Regions from separate parts of the Sus scrofa genome. Here region 1 is linked to region 2. The links are chromatin contacts, called in public HiChIP or PLAC-seq maps. All regions are on one chromosome and are shown on one strand. Each heading gives the region's core, a stretch centred on a gene start, on an enhancer-like site or on the middle of the called end of the contact. The rest is flanking DNA. Distances are from core to core; before and after follow the strand shown.

What was found. HiChIP or PLAC-seq counts read pairs in DNA pulled down with a chosen protein or histone mark.
Region 1: a contact with region 2 is called in an H3K27ac HiChIP or PLAC-seq map of skeletal muscle. The contact joins the promoter of IER5 here to the promoter of KIAA1614 in region 2. A contact is called at or near these places in 1 of 5 promoter capture datasets (fetal skeletal muscle) and 1 of 2 datasets of contacts at active chromatin or transcription factors (skeletal muscle).

Annotation. Positions count from the first base shown.
Region 1 is chr9:122,628,353-122,635,479 of Sscrofa11.1, reverse strand. IER5 (immediate early response 5) reads right to left here and starts at 1,699. Exons shown (of 1, transcript NM_001258436.1): 1 at 1-1,699. The coding sequence starts at 1,473. The coding sequence ends at 496.
Region 2 is chr9:122,482,324-122,489,729 of Sscrofa11.1, reverse strand. KIAA1614 reads right to left here and starts at 5,681. Exons shown (of 10, transcript XM_021063756.1): 1 at 5,534-5,681; 2 at 2,256-3,181; 3 at 1,486-1,549. The coding sequence starts at 5,580.

The sequences.
Region 1 (7,127 bases), core at 450-2,949, 150 kb before region 2:
AGGAAACGCCACTCCTGGCCCCGGTGCGGTGCTAGCTTTCATGTGAAGGGTGTGTGTAAAGTCCCTTCCTCCCCCGAGAACGAACGGGGAACTCCCCGGGGCCCGGCCTTTTGAGCCGCTTCCTTCTCCGCGCTGCGGGCAGAGGAAAGTCCCTGTCTGCCCCCAGTCCCCTACGCCCCGGGGAAGGCGTGTGGCATTCGGGGGGGACAAAATAGTCTCAACTCAACAAGACAAAGTGACATACACAGACACAAAAGTCCACGATCGTCCTCTTCCAATAAGCCCCGTACTCCCGAGTCTCAAAAGCAGACCCGGGAGGCACGGCCCAGCCGGCCGCCAAGCTCAAGGGCAGTCTGTGCCGCCCGGCGGCACCCGATTTCCCCCTCGCGCTCGGCGCCGACCGTCTCGGGGGCGTCCTCGCAGCCGGGAGGGGCCCAGCCCTCTCGTCGGGACGCCCGCTGCTCAACCTCCTTCCCGGACGGAGACCCCGGGGGCTCAGAAGGCTACGATGGCAGTGCTCCAAGGGTTAATGTCTCTCAGCACCGGCTTATCGCAGCAGATCTGCCCGGGCTCGGCGGTTTCCGGACCGCTCTCCTCTCCCTCCGCTTCCTCCCGGCCGCCCCCGGGGCTTTTCCGTAAGAGTCCTGAGAAGCTGGAACCGAAGATGCTAATGAGGTTGGCCACGTTACCGGTCTCCATCTCCTCCGCCTCCTCTTCCTCCTCCGCGGCCGCCCCGCCCGCCTGTTCCTCTAAGTTCCGGCGGGGTTTCTTGAGCGGGGTCGAGCCGGGCACCGGGCAGCCCGCCGGGCCGCCGCCCACCCCCGCCGCGCCGCGCTTCCTGGGGCAGAGGGGGGGAGGCGCGGGAGGCTCGTCCCCGGCCGGACGCGGCGCGCGGCAGCCGTCCACGCGGGGGTTAGCGCTCGGCGTGTCCTCGTCCCCCGGGGGACAGCCGCAGGGGTGGCGTGCTGCCCGGGGCCCCGCGGGGAAGACGTCCGAGGCTCCAGCAGGGCCCCCGGCCCCTACGACCGCTGTGTCTCGCGGTCCCTCCACGCGGCGCCAGGCAGCTTCCGCCGCCTCCGCCTCTCGGCCCTGAAGAGTGTCCCCGGCGCCCGGCTCCGTGGCAGCGGGCTCCGCGTCATCCGCCCGTGGCACTTCTGGGACGGCAGGGCGCTCCGGCTGCGGCTCAGGCTCTGGCCAGGCGGCTCGGGCAGCCGGCGGGGGCGGCTCCCCCCAGCCCGCGGGTGGCCCGGCTGCCGGCTCCCCGGGCTGCTGCGGCGGCGCCGGGACCCCGGGGTGGCCGGTCAGGTAGAGGCCGGGGCACGGGTCGCTCAGGTAGACCTGGCGGGCACTGCGGAGCACCAGCGAGACCAGCAGGTTCTTGTGCAGCTTGATGCCGCCGCGCTGGACCCGCGAGTTGTAGATCTTGCCCAGGGAGATGCTGACGATGCGGTGAGCCTCCAGCTTGAACTCCATCCTGCCTCCCCTTTCCCAGGGCTGGCGCGGGGGTGAGGGGGTGAACCCTAGCCCACGTTCCGAAGCTGAGACGGAAACGAGAGGCGTCAACAAGTTCGTCGCCTCTGGGGTTGACCCTCGATTTCTTCTGACTCCGAAGAGAAACGACTCTGGCAACACACTCTCTCTTGCTCCCGCGCCCTCCCCACTACAGACCAGCAGCCAGTCTCGGGTCCGGTCGCTAACTGAGGGCCTCCCGGCCGCCAGGCGCCTTATAAAGGCGCCTCGATAGCCAATCGCGAAGGGCCGCCAACCGTTCCGGGGCCGGTCGGCGCGCCCTCGTGCGCCGCGCGCGGCCAATCGGAGACCGAGGAGGGGCGCGGGGGCCATTCGAACGTTAGTCCCGCGGAGCAGGCTCTTAAAGGGGGCGACGCGCGCCACTCGCCCACCGCCTAGTCCAGGCCAGTTCTCTGAGCGTGGTTGACGGAGAGCAGGGGGAGTTCTTGGTTCGTCAAGATTCTGGCTTGTGTGCTGCTCGCCAGAACCAAGGCGAACTAACCTTTCAGACTTTCATCTGAGTATGGCGGTGGACTTTGCTCTGCTTCCCTAATCAGCCGGATCCTTCCCTGATCAGCCCTCCTCCCTCTCCCGCCACTGTTTCCTAGGCGGCACACACCTGTAAGCTACCCGGCAGAAATGCGACGACGGCAAAACGCGGCAAAGGATACCCTTATACTAATAGCGTTACTACAAGACATTAATTTTGGGTAAGTCCCCTGCCTCCAAGAGGCACATGCATTCTTGAGCACTTGTCAATTTAGGCTCTGAAGACAGAAAAGGGGGGTTCTAAAAGTTACAGGAGTTCCAGTCGTGTCTCAGCAGTAACGAACCGAACTAGTATCCATGAAGAGGAAGTTCGATCCCTGGCCACGGTCAGTGGGTTAGGATCCAGCGTTGTCATGAGCTGTGGTGTAGATTGCAAACGCGGCTGGGATCTGGAGTCGCTATGGCCGTGGGGTAGGCCGGCAGCTGTAGCTCCAATTTAACCCCTAGCCTGGAAACTTCCATATGCCGCAGGTGCGGCCCTCAAAAGCAAAGATAAATAAATTAAATAAATAAGAAAATAAAAGTCCCCAAATTTCTGACTTCTTATCAAGGCTTTGTGTCTAGGAACAAAGTTTTTGGTTCTCCACTAAAGCTAGCCTACCACTTTGTTCTTTAGATTCTAGAACCAACACAGTTGTTACATCAGTTGAAAATAAAAATAGTACAAGTTCTGCACAATGATTTTTCCTGAACAGGAGGACTGACAAAGTCCACCCTTGGAAAAATCTAACAAGTTCTAAAAATACAAATAGAGAAGTCCTGTGTTCCCAACATGATGTCATTATTTTATTTTGTGTCAAGGTAAAACTATAGGGGAAGAGTGTTCTGGAATTTTCTGGTCAGTCAACAACTTACACCACAGGATTGTCCAGGGTCCTAGACTGGGTTCCTGGAGAGTCAGTTAAAGTTAGTCCCACCAAAACTCCACCACAGACCTGACCTGCCTGAGGACTCTGGGTAAATAACCTCAGGATCCTTTAGTTTCTCCAGTTCTGAAAAGGAGACATTACATACACAATCTGCTCTATTATGCAGTGTCTTCTGATAAAAGACAACTCGCAGCCACAATCTGAATCATAAAACTAAACAGATTAGAGTTTTCTTGGAGTCCATGTGGAACATTGGCCTGATCTTGCACTAGGGCTTGGCCAATCGGAGTGTTTAGTTAGAAATACTAGTGAAAGGGGGTCTTGATTATAGCCAATTGACAATCTAGAAGCCTCCAAATGATGTGATCCCTCAGGTAATTATCTATTCCCACAACTTAATGAAATGATGACACTAGTCCATGAGACCCAGAGTTGCTCCTCTCTAGCAAAGAGAGAAAGAAGGAGATAAAATAATAACATAAATAATTACAAAAAGCAAGCTGCATGTTTTGAGTAATAGCATGAGAGGAGTTCCTGTCATGGCTCAGTAGTTAACGAATCTAACTAGGAACCATGAGGTTGCAGGTTCGATTCCTGGCCTCGCTCAGTGGGTTAAGGATCTGGCATCGCCGTGAGCTGTGGGGTAGGTCACAGACGTGGCTCAGGTCCCATGTTGCTGTGGCTCTGGTGCAGGCCGGCGGCTACAACTCCAATTAGACCCCTAGGCTGGGGACCTCCATGTGCCACAGCTGCGGCCCTAGAAAAGACCAAAAAAAAAAAGCATGAGAAATTTTTTCTTCTATTTTATCTTTCTTCGAGAGCTAGTTGTCACTATAAAACACTAACAGCGCAGGCTCTGAAGACAAGCTTCCCGAATTGGAATGCCAGCTCTACTTTTTACTTGCTATGTGACCTTTGGAAAATTACTTCACTTCTCTGTGCCTTGGTCTTTTTAAATTTTAAAATAGAGATGATAATAATAGTGCTTACTGCACTCTCAGCATATGGAGGTTCCCAGGCTAGGGGTCCAATCGGAGCTGCAGCTGCCAGCCTATGCCACAGCCCCAGCAACGCAGGATCTGAGCCACGTCTGTGACCCACACCATAGCTCATAGCAACGCCAGATCCTTAACCCACTGAGTGAAGCCAGGGATTGAACCCAAAACCTCATGGTTCCTAGTCGGATTCATTTCTGCTGTGCCAGGATGGGAACTCTACCTCTTAGAGCTTTTGTGAGGATAAAGTAAGGTAACATGTGCAAAGCCTGATATATATTAAACTATCAATGTATGTTAGTTATTGGAACACGACACACCTCATGTAATCTTGGGGTGGAAGAAGAGTCTGGAGAAGGAAGGAACATAGATGGGAGAAAGAAATTGTATTTGAGGAGGTCATTGAAAAAACCCCATGCAGGGTCCACAAGTTCCAAGCAGCAAGAGAACAGAGCCCGCGGTAGGCAACACCTCATTGGTAGAGGTGCCAGCACCTATAGTAAGTGGGAGAGGCTGGAAACAGAGGCTGGGGCTACATAAGAGTGGGTCTATGGATGCCTGAATGAGGAGGAGATGGAACCTTCTACAAGGAGCTACTAGAAGTTGTTGAGTAAGGAAATCACAGAATGGATTCTTGTTTCCATGACTAATTGAAGGCTAAGTATTATTATTGGATGATTGCAGAGCTTATATTGTCTTAATTTTTGTTCGTTTGTTTGTTTTTGGCTGTGCCAACAGCATGCAGAAGTTCCCGGGCCAGGGATCAAACCTACGCTACAGCAGAGACCTCAGCCATGGCAGTGACAATGCCGAATCCTTAACTACTAGGCCACCAGGGAACTCCTGTGTTGCCTTAAATGGAGTCTAGTCTGTATGAAAACAGTGCAGACGTGCTATGGATTATGCACACAATAGCTCAGTGAGAGGTAACAATGGGTGAGAAGTGAATGAGTGAAGTAATTTAACGGCACTGTATCTACCTTTCAATGTTAGGACATTTGGAATTTCTTTTGGTTGAAATTACAGAAGTGATCCTGAATTCTTGAGGAGCAAAGCCCTGTGAACATACAGTATTAGCACTTGTATGTGAGTAATGCTCTTGTTCTTCTTGGAACCGACAAATCAGCTTTTCAACTTTTTCTCTCTCGCTCTTCTGGCGTATTTTACATCTTTTTTTTCCTTGGCGGCTTGAAGACTATAGAATTTCTTTTTTTTTTTTTTTTGTCTTTTGTCTTTTTGTCTTTTGTTGTTGTTGTTGTTGTTGCTATTTCTTGGGCCGCTCCCGTGGCATATGGAGGTTCCCAGGCTAGGGGTTGAATCGGAGCTGTAGCCACCGGCCTACGCCAGAGCCACAGCAACGCAGGATCCGAGCCGCGTCTGCAACCTACACCACAGCTCACGGCAACGCCGGATCGTTAACCCCCTGAGCAAGGGCAGGGACCGAACCCGCAACCTCATGGTTCCTAGTCGGATTCGTTAACCACTGCGCCACGACGGGAACTCCTATAGAATTTCTTTATCTCCAAATAGCATTCGACGAAGGGTGGGTACCAAAACCTGCTTGTCTTTTCTTCTCCTCCCCATTTCCTTTCTGAAACTATTACAGCCCCACCCTCTGTCTTGTCCTGAATTTTGTATGTTGGCTCAGAGAAACTTAGGTTGTTTTTATGGTCATCTTTGTCATACTTCATCTCCTTTAATACTCCAAATTCCCTCAATAAGTGGAACACTTCAAACTCACTAGAATGAGCATAGTACCCTCTCAAGCCACATCATGAGAAAACACCACCACATGAAACCCTGGACCTGCCCTGTTCAATACTGCAGGCCCTAGGCCAAGGTGGCGAATGCACCTGAGGAACTGAATTTTAAATTTGATTTCACTCAAATGCAACAACTGGTATTCCAGTCGTGGCTCAGATGGGTAAGAACCTGACTGGGTCAATCCCTGGCCTCGATCAGTGGGTTAAGCATCTAGCATTGCCACAAGCTGTAGGGTGGGTCACAGATGGGGCTCGGATCCCCCGTGGCTGTGGTGTAGGCCAGCAGCTGCAGCTCCAATTCGACCCCAAGCTTGGGAACCTCCATATGCCAAAGGTACAGCTGTAAAAAGAAAAAAAAAAATCTTAACAACTGGAACAGGATAAAATCCTTTTCCTGAAACCCAACTGTACTGTGTAGTATTTGTGAAGTTTGAAAATTTAGCATCTGAATTGATTCTGTAATTGTAAAATATATAGATTTTGAAGACAGTATCAATGAGAGAATGTAAAATATCTCATTAATGTTTTTAAGAATGGTTATGTGTTGAAATAATACAATTTTGGATATATTGGGTTAAATAAAATATATATATTTTTTGCTATATAAAGTTAACCTGTTTCTTTTCACCTGTGTGGCTCAAATTGCATTTCTGTTGGACCACACTGCCCTGGGGGTCATAAAGAGACGGGGGGTGTGGACATATAGATATGCACGAGCATATTGTGAGCAATTAAAAAATGTCCTTGATTAGTGAAGAGGGAGAGCAGAGGAAAGATACAGTGAAAAGGAAGTGAAAAGCATGAAACACTTAGATGGCTTTAGAGCTGAGGAGAAAATCAAAGAAAAATGTAAAAAAACAGAGCTGACTGGCCAGAAGAAAGTTCTTTCTAGAACTTAGAAGTAGCCACAAAGATAGAGAAGCTCAATTCTACTTATCCGAATGTGATAACAAAAATTAGCACCTTTTTTTTTTTTTTTTTTTGTCTTATTGCCTTTTCTAGGGCTGCTTCCCGAGGCATATGGAGGTTCCCAGGCTAGGGGTCTAATCGGAGCTCTAGCCGCTGGCCTACACCAGAGCCACAGCAAGGCGGGATCTGAGCCACGTCTGCAACCCACACCACAGCTCACGGCAACGCCGGATCTTTAACCCACTGAGCAAGGTCAGGGATCAAACCCGCAACCCCATGGTTCCTAGTCAGATTCATTAACCACTGAGCCACAGGAACTCCTAGCACAATATTATTTTTAAATTCAAATTGCAAACATTCAGGAATTCCCTGGTGGCCTAGAGGTTAAGGATTCAGCATTGTCACTGCTGTGGCTCAGATTCCATCCCAGGCCTGGTACCTCCAGGGCAGCCAAACAACAACAACCCCCCCCCCCAAAACGAACAAACAGAAACAAAAACCAAACATGCACACTTCAGTTTCAGAGAGAAGTA
Region 2 (7,406 bases), core at 4,432-6,931:
CACACGCCTGTACACAGACACCCTACTTAACCTTCAACTGTGGCAGATGGCCTGGCAGGTGAAACAAGAGCCCAGAAATTCCTATCCTGAGGATTCTACACAAATGCCATGTCCTCGCAGGCCTGGGGACAGCCCCTTCTGACCCCATGGGTGAGGTTCTTTTCCTCCAAGATGGATGTTTTTATTACTTATTATCCAACATGTGAGTCAGGGGCTTTTCCTTTCGGTAGCGACCCCTGGAAAACCCCCCGCCATGGCCCATCTTGCAGCTGCACCCCCCTGCCATCAGGGAAGAAAACATGGGGGCAGCAGGGGAGGAGCAGCTGCAAGAAGAGGAGGCCCCACCTCCACTGGACACAAGGTATGGTTGCCCGCTGTGTCATGTCCAGGCCCAGGCCATCTCCCCTGGGGCTCCCCAGGGAAGGATGAGGGACAGGGTGGGGGACAGGGTGTCACCGAGGACCACAGTCGTGCTCCTCCACCCTGTGGCCAGGAGAGATGGGGACATGAGGAGAGGCAGGCAGCCCCCCTCCACCAGGTCCTGGCCCAAGCCACCGAGGCCAACAGCCGAGCAGAAGCTAAATGGCCTGAACCTGGGCAGCCCTCACTTTGCGGAAGCAGGACTGGGGGCCCCGTGCATGCGTTCTGGAGGGGAGGGCAAACTAACTGAGCGGATTTACGCAAGGAGTGGCCTGATGATGGGAGAAGCGACCGTTGCTGACATCCGCCCTCAGCAGAAACCAGGAGGCCCTCTGGAGGGTGACGTCACTGCACAGCTGGGGAAATGGCATCTCTCTCGGCTTCACCTGCCGGGCGCTCGGCAGAGACTGAGGATGAGGCCAAGCCCTGGGCAGCCGCCAGCTCAGGCCCACAGATGTCCCATCGCCCCACCCGGTTGGGGCTCTTCTCACTGGCCTGGTCAGGGCACTGCCCCACCCCAGGTGCCCAGCTTCCCCCGGGCACTGGCGGAGGGGCTAGAGAAGTCTGGGCGGGTGGAGGAGGGGAGTCCTTTCACAGCTCTCGGCTGGAAAGGAGCTGGTGGAGCAGAAGCCTCGCATTCGCATACCTTCCCTAAGGATGTTCACATCTGTCGCCTGTGTCAGCCTCACGACAGCCCTGAGGGGCACGCCACACAAGTGCTATGTGGCCCACTTTAAAGATAAACAGACAGAGGCTGGCGCAGGGCCCTGAGTCCCAAGATGCAGAGCAGGTCATTTGCGACGTCCTTCGCATCATGCTCTGTGCCCCATGGTTTTGCTCAAGGTAGCAGGGGCACGGCCCGGGCCACGGGTGACAGGTGCCTTCGGGAGGTCTCTGGGAGGAGCCTCGTGGCCTGCAGTGCAGGGTCTGCCTGTCCCGGCTCCATCTCCCTCCCCCCGCCTCCCCCTTTCTCTCTGTCTCCTACTCTCCTGATGCTGCATAAATGAAGGGACAGGGACACCTGCCAGGAGGGAGAGCGAGAAAACGCGGGCTCTGAGCTCTTACCTGCTCTGGGCCGCGTCCTGCAGGCAGATTCTGGAGTCCCAGATCACGTCCCCTGCCAAGCGCTCTAGGACCCCAAACAGAAGCAGAGATCAGGGCAGAGTCAGGAAGCCGGCTCTCAGCTGCCCCTTAGTGAACATGAGGAGAAAGTTTTCTCCAGAAGCCACCTACTCCCCAGATAATTCTGACCACTGCGATGGAGGCACAGCCTGCCCTGGTGACAGCTGGGGGGCCCTGTGGCAGGCACTGTCATGGGCTGAGGGGCCCACGTGGGTCCTCGCAGGTGCTGGGTGAGGAATGAGCTTTGGGAACCGGGAGGCAGGAAGGGAAAGACAGGCCTGAGGACAGGCCACCTGCAGGAGGGCTGCCACGGGAGCTCAGCCCGCCTGTCGGGACGCTGGACCTCTCTGCGGGGAGGGGCTCCTACCAAGAGGACAGTGAGGTCCACTAGGCAATGAGGGTGCGTCACCTGAGGAAGACGCAAAGAGCCACCCAGAAAGAACTCCAAGCCACAGGGAAGAAGTGGGGTGGCCCCGGCCCAAGGATAGAGGATGGCCTCCCACTGGTCGGGGGGATCTTGGGGCTCGTCAGCAGATGGGGCTGAGGTGGTCAGGCAAAGCCGAGAAGAAGAGGACATGCCGACGAATTTGGTGACAGGCAGCCATGCTCGCGGCCTCTCCCAGCCAACCCCTCGGGGCAACCCCAGTCCCCTTGCCTTCTCCCGGGCTCCCTCCTGTCGCCCCCCGCATCCAGACCCACGGAATGGGCCTTACCTGGCGCAGCGCCGTCCCAGGATGAAGTCCAGGCTGGGGTTCCCGCCTTGGAGGGGCCCTGCCCCCCAGTACTCAGCATCTCCTGCAGCAGAAGGCGGTTCCTCTCCACACGGTCAGACAGGGACAAGGTGCCGCGCCCAGGGTCTCCGGCTCTCCAGAGCTCCCCCCGCGGGACTGGCCTGGGGACAAAGTCCTCCTCAGAGGTCGGAGACGAGCTGTCCAGGTCTCCCTGTGTGACTGGACCATCCTGCAGCGGGTATGGCCTTCCTTTCCTCGGGCTGGGCATGTATGTGGTTTTGGGACAGGAACTCGGGCCCCCAGGCTGGCCTGCAGGGACCCTGTGCATGGGGCTCTCTTGCCCAGAGCCAGGCCCTGGCAGCAGAGCCCTGTCACAGTCAGGCAGGGGCCGTAGCACTTCTGGAGGCCGCGGGCTCCTCCTGTTCCAGCACTCGAGCCCAGGGGCAGGCGACCGGGGGGGCCCGGCACCCCCGTTCCCGGCAGACTCCTCAGTGACGCTGCCGTCCAGTGGCCTGTCGTCGTGGTTCTGAGCATGGAGGGCCATCCCAGCATCGGGCAAGCAAGACCCCTCTGCCGGGGTCCTGGGTCCACCCACCTTGACGCGCCTGCCTTTGGGTTTCTTGAGGGATGGCCGCTCCTGAGAAGGGAGGCCGGGGCCTGCCCCCTGTTTGCCTGTCATCTTCTCCTTCAAGGCCCTCACCTTGGACTCCAGCACAGAGGGGCCTTGGAGCTGTGTCCCCCACACCCTGGGAGGCTGGGGAGCCATGGGGCTGGGTGTCCTGTCTTCTCGAGGACAGGGCCAGTGTCTTGGGAGGTGTCCGTTCTCTGGCTGTGGCTCAGGGCCACTTCTCTCCACAACTGAGGTCACCTCCATGGAGCTGGCTGTTCGACTCCCTATTTGGGGTCCTCTGGAGAAGAAAGCAGACAGAGCTCCTTAGACCCAGCACAGGGCGAGCTCCAGAGAGCGGGGTCCCCAAAGTGCCTCAATATAGAGCCCTGTTTTGAGGAAAATAACTTGGGGTCAGAGCAGAGAATGCCCCCTAGGTCATGCGGAAACATCTCAGAGAGTATAAATCATTGCATGGTACAAATAAGTTATTACTGAGGTTTTTCTTCCAAGTCTGAAGAGTGTTCTCAGTTTTTTCCACCCCCATGTTACAGGTGGGGCACAATGAAGCTTCTGCCCAGCGTGGACCAGAGTGAAAATGGGGGCCAGATTCCCCCGTGCCTGGCCTCTTACTTTGCTGACAGGTGTCAGGCCTCAGGGAAGGATGTCAACATTGGCTAATAGCCAGCAAGCTCTTCCCTTTCCAAGGAGCGCCATTGCCGAGGATGGACCGAGGAAGGTGCCACCCAGGAATCTGACCCTCTGCTGGAAGGTGTCCCCTTGGCACAAACCATAGGACAGCCACATGGGGCTGTGCCCACACGGTAGCCAGGATCAGGCACCAACCCCTACCAGCATCTGCTCTGTGCCAGGCATGCCTGCCAGCACTTTCTAATATACTCTCTAAAATATTCCTCGTGCAGTTCTGCTGGAACAGGAGCATTATCCGCATTTTCCAGAGAACCAGAGATACAGAGAGATCAGGTGACACAGGTGCTGGGGAGGCCGGGAGGAGAGTGCAAAGCTTCCCCTCCCAAGGCCAGGTCTCTTTAGCACTCATGACCATTCACTCTCACACCCCTTCTTACAAGAATATTGGTCTAGAAAGGTTAAGTGACTTGTCCAAATTACACAGCTCCTTGATGCCATGGTTGATATGTCTTCACAGGGAATAAAAGTGAGCTGGGAACTTATTCCCCAAGCTATCCTATGCACACATACACGCCACAAGGTCTTAATATTTATCCTGCTCTCTGAGAAACTGCTCCTTAAACGCTGTACATCTAGATTTGTCCCACTTGAAGTAAACAGCATGTATAAAATCCATATTTAGGAGTTTCCACTGTGGCACAACAGGATCGCGCAGGTTCGATCTCCGGCCCAGCATAGTGGGTTAAGGATCCTGTGTTGGGATCTGATCCCTAGCCCCGGAACTCTATATGCTGAAAGGTGGTCAAAAAAGAAAAAAAAAATTATTTTTATTTTATTTTATTTTTTTTCAGGGCTGCACCTGTGGCATACGGAAGTTGCCAGTCTAGGGGTCGAATTGGTGCTGCAGCTGCCGGCCTATGCCACAGCCATAACAACACAGGATCCAAGCCACATCTGTGACCTATCCTGCAGCTTGCTGCAAAGCAGGATCCTTGGGGAGTTCCCATCATGGCGCAGTGGTTAACAAATCCGACTAGAAACCATGGGGTTGCAGGTTCGATCCCTGGCCTCACTCAGTGGGTTAAGGATCCGGCATTGCTGTGAGCTGTCATGTAGGTCGCAGGCGCAGCTCAGATCCCGCGTTGCTGTGGCATAGGCTGGGGGCTACAGCTTCGATTAGACCCCTAGCCTGGGAACCTCCATATGCCATGGGAAGCAGCCCTAGAAAAGGATTAAAAAAAAAAAAAAAAAAAAAAAGCAGGATCCTTAACCCACTGAGAGAGGCCAGGGATGTAATCCACATCCTCATGGAAACTAGTCAGGTTCTTAACCCACTGAGCCACAGTGGGAACTCTGGAGAAAACATTTTAAAAATCCATACTTACATAAGTTACAAGTTAGGAATTAATATAGTTACTTCATATATTGACTAAAGATTCACTGCAGGATTCTCTTAAATGCCAAGTCCCTCTATGGTCATTTATGATGATTCAATTTATACATGTTTCAGGAAGGCACATAGTTCATAAAGCAAAATACACACAGGAGTGTGAATGTCACATCATTTTAAGCCAGTGAAGTTTAAGCACTATCTCTGGAAGGATGGATCACTTCCTGGACCAGTTAATCAAGAATTTATCAACTAGGTCTCTGCAGCCGACCACTGATTCCACTCTTCTGTGGTTCAGTCCCGAAAGCAGAGGATGTGAACGTAATGGGGAGCAATTTCCGTTCCCCTAAAAGAATTCTCTTTCAGGTCAACTCTGGAAGCGCATTCCAGAGATCATCCATCTCTGGAGACCTGAAGGAGGAGACCTTCCACTGGGGAACCGTGGGGGTACCGACCAGTCTGCGGCCCAAATGCTGGACTCGCTCCAACCGGGAGGGGCTGAAATGAGGGTGGACGTGAAGGCTGGGCTTCCCCCGCGACCCTTCCTTCGGTTTCCCCTCGGGGGGTCCCGCACCTCCGGCCCGCCCGGCGCCTCACCTCCTCCGTACTCACTGAAGGCTGCCGCCGGCGGGTCGGCCCGCCGCCTCCATGCCCTCCATCCCCGGGAGAAGCGAGGCCCTTCGCTCGCTCGCTCTCCTTCCCTCCCAGGCCCGCTTCGGGGACCCGGGCGCGCGGGCTCCGGCCGGGGCTCCGGGAGCGCGGCCCGCAGGCCTCGGCCCTCGGGGCGCGCCCGGCTCGGCTCCCGGCTCTGCGGGCCGCCCCGGGGTCCGGGTGAGGTGGGGCCCGAGGCGCCGCCCCGCGGGCCGCGGCCGCCCTCCGGGTGCGGGGAGAGCGCGCCGGGTGGGCCGGGAGGGCAGGCAGCGGCATGGGCTGCTAGCTCATGGCTGGGCCACGAAGGGGGGAGAGGCCAAGCCCCGCGCCTTCCCGGCCGGGACGGGAAGAGGGAGCGGGAGAGCAGAGAGGAGGGGCGGCGGAAGGGGCTGGAGGAGCGGCCCTCGCCCCCACCCGGCCCGCCCGCCGCCCTCCGCGCTCGCCGCGGCCTGGGTGCCGGCCGCCCGCGCCCCGCCGAGCTGCCCCTCTCGGCGGCGGGGGCGCCGGCGGCGGCGAGCGAGGCCCCCAGACGTCCAAGCAGGGAGCACGGCCGCGAGTCTGGGGTCTCGGATGGGTCACGAGTCGGGGGCGGCCTTCCGGGCCCCCGGACCTAAGCCCTCGTGGTCCGCCTCGCCCCGTCTGCCCGGAGAGCGCCTGCAGCCGAGACTTCGGGAGGGCGCGGCCGTGCGACCAGCCAAGGCTGCGAAAACACCACGTTCTTCCCGAGGGTCGCGGGAGGGCGGGTAGCCCTCCACCCGGGCGTGGGGAGGAGGCTGGGCCGTCGGCTGTCGGCAGCGGGGTGGAAGCTGAGGAATGCCCTTTGTTGGGACAGCTTTTCCGGAGGAGTCGCCCTCTGCGAGGGGCCGTCTCCTTGGAGGTCAAGGTCATTTGTTTCCTCTTTCCAGCGGCACCAGAGAAACCCGAGGGGACGCGAGTTCCCTCAACGTGTTCTGCTAAGGGGGGAGCCAGGTGCCCGCATTGGCAGTCATCTTGGGTAGGAGACCGGTTCTCGGGGCTCCTGGGGACTCCAGACGTGGAAAGAGGCGCAAAGGACTTTACCTGCAGCTGTGGCCCCAGCCAAAGGGAGTTTCTGAATTTCCTTTGAGGGAGGGGTGAGCCTCAACTGTTTTTTGGGGTTTTTTTGGTCTTTTTCTAGGGCCGCACCCGCGGCATATGGAGGTTCCCAGGCTAGGGGTCTAATCAGAGCTGTAGCGCCAGCCTATGCCACAGCCACAGCCACAGCAATGCCAGATCCCAGCTGAGTCTGGGACCTACACGACAGCTCATGGCAATGCCGGATCCTTAACCCACTGAGCAAGGCCAGGGATCGAACCAGCAACTTCATGGTTCCTAGTCGGATTCGTTAACCACTGCATCAGGAAGAGAACTCCCTCAACCGTTTTCAAATCTATTTTCCACCAGGAAACAGTAAGTTAGGACCCAGGAGATTCCGGAAATCTCTATAAAGGGAAAGTGCTGGCTCATCTTTCCTTCTGCCCAAAGGCTTCGCTCTCAAGCCTGGCCACTCTGCTATTTGCACTGATTCGTGCTAGGGTCGCCTCGTGATAATAGGCGTAGCAACAGTAAGGACCTCAGGGTGACCCCGCAGGGAGCAGGGGTGGGTGGCAGGGAAGTGTGGTAACCAGCCAGCCCAGGCCCCCCCTTGAGTTAGTAGGAGTTACCCCGCAGAAGGTGGGGACAGGGGCAGGGCAATAGCACCCCGCCAGGCCTGAGAGCAGCTGTTTGGGTAGCTGTGGGAGTGGGGAGGACTAGCTAATTTAGGAACCTGGGAGATTATCTAGGCCAAACCTTCTGCTACAGAACAGGCCCAAGC